3 separate regions of the Mus musculus genome follow, and all the other regions are linked to region 1. A link is a contact called in public HiChIP or PLAC-seq and promoter capture Hi-C data. All regions are on one chromosome and are shown on one strand. The core of a region is the stretch at or near the end of the contact, and the rest is flanking DNA. Distances in the headings are between cores, read along the strand shown.

The links. Promoter capture Hi-C pulls out the DNA fragments that hold promoters and counts their contacts. HiChIP or PLAC-seq counts read pairs in DNA pulled down with a chosen protein or histone mark.
Region 2: an HNF4G HiChIP or PLAC-seq map of pancreatic cancer cells shows a contact between it and region 1. The contact joins the promoter of Chmp6 here to the promoter of Rptoros in region 1. A contact is called at or near these places in 8 of 39 promoter capture datasets (the 3T3-L1 cell line, the HPC-7 cell line, cranial neural crest and 5 more), 3 of 484 Hi-C or Micro-C datasets (CD8 central memory T cells, bone marrow-derived macrophages and embryonic stem cells), 4 of 115 datasets of contacts at active chromatin or transcription factors (the HPC-7 cell line, bone marrow-derived dendritic cells, embryonic stem cells and 1 more) and 1 of 9 other capture datasets (adipose tissue).
Region 3: a contact with region 1 is called in a promoter capture Hi-C map of hippocampal neurons, with 2.4 times the contacts expected there. The contact joins the enhancer-like site here to the promoter of Rptoros in region 1. A contact is called at or near these places in 17 of 39 promoter capture datasets (the 3T3-L1 cell line, the C10 cell line, the HPC-7 cell line and 11 more), 2 of 484 Hi-C or Micro-C datasets (cerebellar granule neurons and trophoblast stem cells), 3 of 115 datasets of contacts at active chromatin or transcription factors (embryonic stem cells and pancreatic cancer cells) and 3 of 9 other capture datasets (adipose tissue, liver and pancreatic islet).

What each region holds. Positions count from the first base shown.
Region 1 is chr11:119,832,771-119,835,688 of GRCm38.p6, forward strand. Rptoros (regulatory associated protein of MTOR, complex 1, opposite strand) reads right to left here and starts at 1,595. Exons shown (of 3, transcript NR_045313.1): 1 at 1,520-1,595. All of the region lies in intron 13 of Rptor (regulatory associated protein of MTOR, complex 1), which reads left to right.
Region 2 is chr11:119,912,431-119,915,287 of GRCm38.p6, forward strand. It overlaps Chmp6 (charged multivesicular body protein 6), which reads left to right and starts at 1,380. Exons shown (of 8, transcript NM_001085498.2): 1 at 1,380-1,507. The coding sequence starts at 1,445. Gm39485 (a long non-coding RNA gene) reads right to left here and starts at 1,382. Exons shown (of 3, transcript XR_003949830.1): 1 at 946-1,382.
Region 3 is chr11:119,738,126-119,741,179 of GRCm38.p6, forward strand. The region is part of intron 4 of Rptor (regulatory associated protein of MTOR, complex 1); the gene reads left to right. Among named protein-coding and RNA genes, the nearest start is that of Rptoros, 95 kb to the right of the region's middle. Within about 2 kb of position 1,451, at least 34 of the 459 cell types and tissues checked have an H3K27ac peak or open chromatin away from gene starts, as enhancers often do. A contact at or near this core is called in hippocampal neurons, where this site is marked.

The DNA of each region.
Region 1 (2,918 bases), core at 345-2,844:
CTATTGGGGCAGGCAAGGAAGGGGCAGGATTTACAAAGGACACGAACATGCAGGAGCTAGATTCACCCTCGATGGTGGTAGCCTCACAACACGCATGTGCCTGGGTTTTGGGGTCTGAGCTGTAAGTCTGTGCCATGTCTTGGCATCTTATAGACAATGGTGTGGATATTGACAGTGACCTGTTCTGTTTCCACCTTGATTTTCAATCAGAAAGTGGGCTTGCTATTCTTCATTAAGACTGATGCTGCGAGGTGACCTAACACTGCCCTGGAACTGAACCTAGACCAAAGCCAGAGGCTGTGACATGTAGTTGAATCTGAGCATAGTACTGTCCCTGAGAATTCCCAGAGAATGGATTTGTGGTTATGGAAGAAAATGTCCTTTTTGTTAACAATATTTCGGGGCAGGGTGCACATGTATACAGAGGCCAGAAGCCAATGTTAGATCAAGGTAAGAGTAGGTTAGTATTCTGTGCTATTATATAATATGTGGTCTTTATCCCTTTGCCCCACTAAGGGCTTGTTCACTCCCCCATCTTGTGGGTTCTTTCTAGTTTCCTGACACTCCAAATTAAACACACAACCCCAGAAACTTGAAGCTAAGATCCAAGTGTGAGAAAGGACATGCTTGCTTGGTTTTAATAAGTTTCCCAAGTTGTTGTTATCATCTGTCTCTCTGCTAATTAACAAGAATAAGGGAGGGAGGCAGTTAATTAAGGACTGGTGTAAGCTGGGTTCCAGCTAATTGAGGGTTTTTTTCATAGACAGAATTAATGTGCAATTCAGGCAGACCTTCCAAATTACAGTTAATAAAGTTTTATTTATAGCACCACTGGGGAACATCAAGGGCACAATGTCAAGGAATGTGGGAAAACACTCTGAATTGGTATTGATGGGATAATCCAAAGTCAGGCATACAAACAGGCATACCACAGGAAGAGCTTCCATGGACAAAGACAACAGGGAAGGAGGTGGGATTTTTTTCTTCGGCCCCTACAACCTGTGTATCCTTTGCAGCTTCCCAGTGTCTGGTTCCTCCGCAAACAGATTCTTCTCTGAATAAATTTGATCAGGTACTCAGCCTAACCTCTCTTGCTCCGCATTTTGCCTCTTCACGTACACAAAGCTCAGTTGGAAGAGAGTTCAATGTCGGCCTCTTCTCTATGGGTCAGGCATTGTTGAGCATCCTCCCTGTTCTGCTGGCCCACCGTGGGGCTGCTCTAGGAGGAATGCAGACTGCCTCTATCTAGATACCCGTGCTTCCTGCCTGCTAAGCTTTGCTTTGGGGGATAGCTCTAGGTTTACAGAAATCTGAGGTGACAGTGGAGCCCGCCCCAGTTTCCTGTGTCTGAGGCACCTCAGTGGACACAGTGAGACCTGTGTTCCTGTGCCGGTTGGTGCCTTACCTTAACCAGCTGCACCATTCTGGTGCACCACAGGGTTTCTCTGTCCACTCTCCCTGGGAGGGGCTTCAGCTCCTCCAAATCAACCCTCCCCCTTTCTCCCTCAACCCTCTGTACCTCTGATGTCCATGGCAGCATGAGGAGGCCCCTTGGCTCTGCACACCTGCACTTGGGTTGCGGTAGTGAGAGGCTTGGGGTGGAAGACAGATGAGCCCCCTTCTCACACGTGCTTTGCCGTTTGTGTTAGCGTGCTTCTTCCTTCAAAGTCATGACTCCCAGCCCCAGCGATTACTGCAAACACTGCTTTGTTCCTTCACCTGTTCTGTTCCGGACCCAGATGTGGGTATGGGGGTTGTTTGTTTTCTTTGTGTACTTAGACTTTGTATCCGTTGCTTTGTTTTCATTATGTACTTAGACGTTGTATTCGTTACTCTTCTGTTGCCGTGGTTACATACTGGGACCAGCAGTGACAAAGTTTATTTTGGCTCACAGTTCCAGAGTAAGACAACAGAGGAGTGGGAGGCAGAGGAGGCAAAGGAGGCAGAGCAGAGGCTCAGATCACAGCTGCCATAAACACAGATCACTGACAGCAAACCAGAAATGGGCAAGGCTATAATATCAAAACCCACCCCAACAACATACTTCTCCCGCTTCAAGGCTCTACTTTCTGAAGCTTTATGACCTCCCCTAAGAGCACCATGAGCCAGGGACCACGTGTTCAAATGCATGAACCTCTGAAGGACATTTTCCATTCAAACTATCAGGCTGTTCTAAGTCTCTGTGTTTGGGATGAATTTAGTTTTATACTTCTAAGTTTTTCTAGTCTCCCTTCTCTGTGAGGAAGCCATGTTCCTAGAAACAGTCTTTCAGATGGGGGGGGGGGGGTCTCCTAGCTCTGACTGGGCAGAGTCTTCCTCCCGGTCACTGAGAGCCACATCTGATGAGCAGGAGTCAGGAACATGCTCACAGGAAAAACTTATAAATGTTTTCTCTTCCTCTCTCCCTGCCACCTCATTCATATAATTTGATGCTTTGAGGGTCTCTTATGACTCAAGTATAGGTTATAGTCTGCAGAAAACCAGTGAAGGGAAGGGACATGTTAGGGATATGTGTTTGCAGAAACCTTTGTTTTGTGTAAGCCAGTCAGCAAAGCTATGTACTGTGTAAATGGGTTCTGGGTACTGTCTCACTGTCTGGTAAGATAGAATACCATGTGAAGGTGTTTTCAGCAGTGGCTACAAGTGTATCTACATGGCGACATTTCTCCCCAGTGCAGATACACATCATGAGCAGCATACATCACTGTCACTATGTGGTCATGTATGCTACCTCAGAGATCATAACCACTTGTGACATGGAGGGTTTGTCCTGTGAGTGTAGCCAAGAGGGAAAGAAATACAAATGGCCAATCCCCGTCTGTCAGTCTATACAGAAAGAAGAGCTTTTCTGACCGGCCTGACTGTAAGGCAGAGCCTGGGAGACTCGGGTGCTCCTCTCCATGGAAGAGGCTGAGTAG
Region 2 (2,857 bases), core at 130-2,629, 79 kb after region 1:
GATTTCAAGGCCATCTTGGTCTGCATAGCAAGTCCCAAACCAGCCAGAGATACCCTGGACCTGCACAAGACCTCTGTCCCACACCCCTGAACATGCCCTTGGTTAGGGCATGAGAACCACACAGGTCGGAAGCTCCAGCCTTCTAGTAAGTTCTGCCCCAGTACTGCCCTTTATAGTCATGTTGACCACAGGGACAGGGTACCATTACTGCGATTTTATGGGGCCAGTTGGCCCACAGAGCATTGGAGACTAAGATATGACAGCTAACCATCAAAGTCAGTGGCTGAGCCCGATTAGGGCAGCTGACTGTACAGAGAACCCTGGGATAAAGGGTTCCTGGCTAGTTAGAAGGCCCCTTGGAATCAAATCAAAACAAAAAAACCAACCTCTAGAAACTGCTTCTAAGTGACAGAAGGAGCTAGAACCCTAGGTCTGGTAGCCAGAGCCTGCCCCAAGTCCTTACCATGGACTTTACTCTCAGCCTCTCGTGCTGTTCTTAAAACCAAGTCAAGACTGGGAGCCTCTTATGCCTAAGGAGTCACAAGAGCCACTGCTGCGACACCGGAAAGCCCCCTCCATGCCTTCTGCCCTTGTTTACTGAAGGAGTTGGGGGTGGGGGAAGGGAAAATGCAGGCAGTTCAGGAATCAGAAGAAGCTGCCTGCCGAGGGATAGCCACTGGCTTTACTGGATTCATAATGTGTTGAGCCTGAGGCTAAGACTGAGCCCTTCGTTCAGAAAGGTGTAAATGAACAAGAATGCTTAGTAATTGGCCCAGCTGCTTGTACTGTCTGCCTCCCGAAGGGATATTACCCGGATGATTGCCGTGGGGAAGGAGAACTCCCCTCCTAGCAAAGGCATTGAATTCAGGACAGTGGCGCCCTTTTTGGGGCTGTTAGGGTGTAGAGCCCCACTCATGAGTGTCTTGTCCCCGCCCCCTGACTCACCAAGGGCCTACAGAGGGCAGGTGTGATCAGAGAATCCCTGGGGTTAGTGTGTCAGTCCCAGCAACCGGGCTGACTCAACGGTAGCCTAAGGACTGTCCACAGTGAGGAAACTAGGGGACGAAGGTGACAGCGCCGAATGGCAGGTGAACGCTGGTGCACACTTCTCAGCAAGCACTTGTAGGTCCAAAACACTGGGTGTGTGTATGTTCTGCGCCAGCGGGGAGGGGGGCGTCGGCTGGGCGGTTTTGAAAGTCAGGAAGCCTGATTTAGGCTCACTCCTGTGAGGTGCTCTGAATTAATCACAGTCCCATCTGATTAGCTGAAAGGCCGAGGGAGGGCGTTCGCATCGCCTAGTAAGTCCAGCGGTGCGCTGCGCTAGGGACGAAGCTGCTTCGCGTTCTGAGGCGCGTGGCTCCGCGCGGCCGCCGTAGGTCGGGCGGAGTACGGTGGCCGCAGAGCGGCGGCTGCGACGGGTTCGGCCGGCCGGCGCGGGGCCGCCATGGGCAACCTGTTCGGCCGCAAGAAGCAGAGCCGAGTCACCGAACAGGACAGGGCCATCCTGGTGAGGGGCCTACGGCGGGCAGGGGGCCGGGCCCCGTGGGGGAAACTGAGGCGGGAAGCGGAGCGGGCCGCGCTTCCGGTGCCATGGCGCGCCCAGCTGCAGACTCCTGGACCAGCCCCGGCTCGGCCCGGAAAGACCGGGATTGTGTCTCGGGGCTGAGCGCCGATCCGTGAGAGAAGGTGCCAGGAAGGAAGCCTGTGGCCTTGGCCTTGGAATCCCAAGCCATAAGTTATTGAAAGTTCCTAGAAAAAGCCCCCAGATAAAGATCCCGTGGGCGTGGCTTTCACTAAAAGTCTCAGCGTGATTCTTACTGGGAAAGGGTGCTCGTCCCCCATCTCTGCAGCCTCTGTGTGAGCTGGAAGCCCCCGAGACACTCGTGTCTCAGGACACCGCCCTCCATCTCTAAGTAAAACTGTCACAGAGGTGGGTCCTGCGGACAGGACACACCTTGTCTGCTCCTCTGTGGAATTCGGAGGCTCAGGACACCACTGTCAAGCACACATCTGAACAGTCCCAGAGCGCCAGGCACCAGGAAGGAAAGTGCCTAGCTCCAGGTGCTGCTGCTGCCACTGCCTGACCTGCTCAGATTGCTTGGTCTCCAGAGGCACAGTCTGGCCATCCTGCAGCTCCATTTGGTGCCCCTGTCTCCCCAGGCAAGATGCCTGATGCTTTGTAAACAGCTGGCAGAAATAACCACCCGAGAAGAGCATGGGTAGCCTAACTCAAGGTCTCCAAACCTAAAGGGTGGAAATAGTGAGCACTCTCTGTCATGCAGTTGATGCCCACCGTGGGGCAGACCCTGTAGAGGACACTGGGTGAAGGTGGGAGACCCAGAACCACACCCAGGCCCATGCTCAAACACACACACACACACAAAACACGCTAGCAGAGCTCCCCAGCTAGCCTGTTCTCCTAGGTAACCTACAGTCTATGGTGAATGGTTTCTCACTAACTAAACCTTAAAGGTGCCCATGGCCTTCACTTGAAATAGTCTGCCTCAGGGTTTCATTCTGTGTGTGACATGTGCCCAGGGCCTGTACCTGTTCATCATGGCTCCGCCTGAAGGGTCGGCATTTGGACACAGAACAGAAATGGGCTGAACAGGAGGACTGAGCGCACTTGGCTAGTGGCTGGGGAGGGGGAGGCAGAAGATGTCAACTTCAGACCCTTTGTTACATTTGAGCCTCCCAGGGCCTGGTGGCCACAGCAGTGACCCACAGAGTTCAGGCTGATCACAGCCTCATCCTCCTGTGACTGAAGAGGATGAAAGTCTCCTCCTCGGCACAGTGGGCCTTGGCTTGGGGCAGGCCAGTTGCAACTGCATTGTAAGGCTGGGGATGTTTCTGGATG
Region 3 (3,054 bases), core at 201-2,700, 95 kb before region 1:
CATGTTCATTGTCTTTGTGGTGGATACAGTTGGGCATGTTTTTTCAAGGGCTAACCTGTGCTATGTGGGTCTGTATTTGTGCATTTGTGTGTTGTAGAGAACTCAGACGATGATCAAGTGGGGAGTGAGAGACTTGGGGCTAGACTAGGACTGAAGTTGTTAAGATTTCAGATTTCTGTGGATGTTCTTGAATAGGCTACACTCTTTATACTGTAGTGAGTCTACAGCAGATAAAGGAAGGTGGGATTGCAGGAAGCTGTCAGGTGATGAGTGCTTTCTGTGTCAGGAGGAGGCAACTCTGCTTGTAGATAGTTCAGAGAGACAGAGGATGACATTAGTGGATGAATCATGAGAAAGGGGATGATGTAGGAAAATCGTGTCTGCTGAGAGCAAGACCCAAGGAACCCTGCTTTCTCTGAGATGTGGGAAAGAAGGAAGGGGGAAGAAAGGGAATGAGGGAAGAGGTAAACAGAGGTTGCTGCTGGTGGCATGTGCATCAGCTGCTGTCTGAGCTTATGTCTACATGAGAAAGCAGGCTGAGCCCCCAGAGGCACAGGAGGCAGAACATCAGCATGCCCCCCCCCCATAACTGCTGTGACGTTAGGATGCTGTATGTTGAGAACACCACCACCGCAGAGTGCTGACAGGGTTAGGAGATCAGTGGCAGCAATTGTGATGGTGTTTCTGTGAGCTTATCGCAATGGCCAAGCCTGGGAGAGGCTCTGTAGAGCCTCATGTCATCCTCTGCATGCCTACTGTCCACAGATACACCTGGAAGAGGAAGTTTGAGTTTCTCAGAAACTCGTAGGCCAATGGCATCTATGGCCTCAGCACTCCCTAGGAGACTTGATGCCACTCCTTTGCTGGACATCAAAGTGACTGTTCCATGTGTCCAGGTTTGCCTGTCTAGGGTGCATCTATGGGGGTGCCACTGTGCACTTGACAAAGCTAGATCCCTCTTCCCCACCATCCACTCCACTGCAGCTCTGTCTGGCCCTCCCTGGGGGTGGCCTGTTGATCATCTTTGCCTTTCTCTCTGCTCATTGTTGTGGCAGTACCAGGCGTAGGAGTTGCATGGCATTGCCATCTGCTCCATAGTTGAAATCAGAGCTTAGCTTCACTCTTCCCAGAAGTCTTAGTGGTGCAGTGCATGTGTTCCTGGGATCCGACCCTTCCAAGAGATTGACCTGGTAAAAGACCAGGTATTCCTGCACTGTTGTGGGCTGGGCTTTTTCCAACCATAGCTGCTGTTACAGTTGACACAGCCTGCAGTGACAGTCTGATAAAGCAAGTGGTGTTTCCCCCTTGTGTTTAACGGGATCTGTCAGAGAAAGTGAATTTTAATGAATACATTCTATAAAACCCATTTCTAGCTCTTTGATTAGGGCTTCCCTGCTCTCTCAGTCTAGGCAGGCCTGAAGCCAGCCCTCTGCTCACAGCCCCTCTCTGTTCCCCAGTCTCTGCTTGCCAGGGTTTCTGAATGCTGGGTGGGGCCTCTGCCCATCAGGGAGTACTCAGGTACAGGGCCGGGTTCCCAAAGGACATGTGGCTTCTTTTGTTCCTGCTGCACTGGGTGTTGATCCCCTGTGTGCCAAGGCCGTGCTTGCAGCTGCACTTGGCTGGCTCGTAGGACCTTAATTCTGGCCTGGAGCTTGACAAACCCTCGGCAGTCCTTTTGAGATGGGTTCTGGGAGCCAATGAGCTTGTTAGTGAAGCTTAGCTCTCAAAGGCCATTCTCTTCCTGGTGGTTTAATAGAGTGGATTTTGTTGTCCCAGAGGATCACAGCCTGTCAAGTTTGTCCTCACTAAACTACACAGCTAATGGTTTTGGTGAGACTGTCCCCCTTTTCAGTCAGTTTTCCTTAAGGAGCATTTGACGACATTTGGAGATCCTTTGGATGGTCAGGGCTAACTGGCTCTGGCCTTGGTTGGTTACAGCCAGGGATGCTGCTGTTCGTGGCACAGTGCACAGTTCTGTGCAGTGTATGGACATGGAGAAATGTCACTGTGGGAACAGATCATCAAGGAATCTGCTCCTAGTCAGGTGTCAGATGTGTTGATGTATTTAAGCCATCTACAATGGGAGGCACCTGCGTGGATGGGAGTCAGTACAAGTCCTTCATAACTAAAGGCACAGGGCCAATAAATACCAGTGTTCGGTTCTAGGGTTTGTTCAGTGTTGCCTTATGGGTGGGTACCAGCTCTTAGGATCTGGGTGTTGCCCTGTACCTTGCTATTAATGCATTGTGGAAGATGGAAGTTGTTAAAGGTTTCCCTAATATATCTGGCCTTCATTATTTTAATAAATCAATACTAAGTAACTTGATGATTTAGAGATTTAAATGTAACTTTGCATTTGGGCAAATGTAAATAGCAGACTTAATTCATGCTTGTTTGCTGTTTGTGGGACCTGTGGGCTTGCATCTGGAACACAATATAGATGACAGTGTCTCTGGTCATCAGCAGCTACACAGACCCCGAGAGCTGCATTCATTCCTCTTGGGGCCTACAGTGTGTGAGACGTATGAACTGACTCAGGTTGCAGTGGTCCTCACTGCTGTTGTTGTGCTCTGCACACTACAAGGTTACTTTTAGTCTCTAGGCATCGAGAGCTGGAGAGACTTTTCCAGTGTCATTGATGAAGAACATTTCTCCACATTCATATACTTACAGCGGCTTGGGAGGGACATGGAAGCCTATCACTGGGCATGCCCACTTGCTCCCTTGCAGTGGTCTGTGTGCATCCTGTCTTGTAGATTCTTACAGAACATATACATAAAAGGAGTACCTGTGATGTGTCCTCCTGAATACAGAGCTTGTCACAGATGGAGGCCTAGCCTTCATGCATCAGCTCGTTTGTGAGCATGTAGCTACTTAGTTGTCTGAGTGTGCAAAGCAACACTGACATGGCAAGGTGACCTGCCTCACATCTGCAACTCTCTTTGACACGCATGCTTGTGTGTGTGTATGTGTGTGTGTGTGTGTGTGTGTGAATGATGTTCTGAAGTTCACATTTTACAATCATTAAGAAGCCACCCATACCTCCTTTTCATG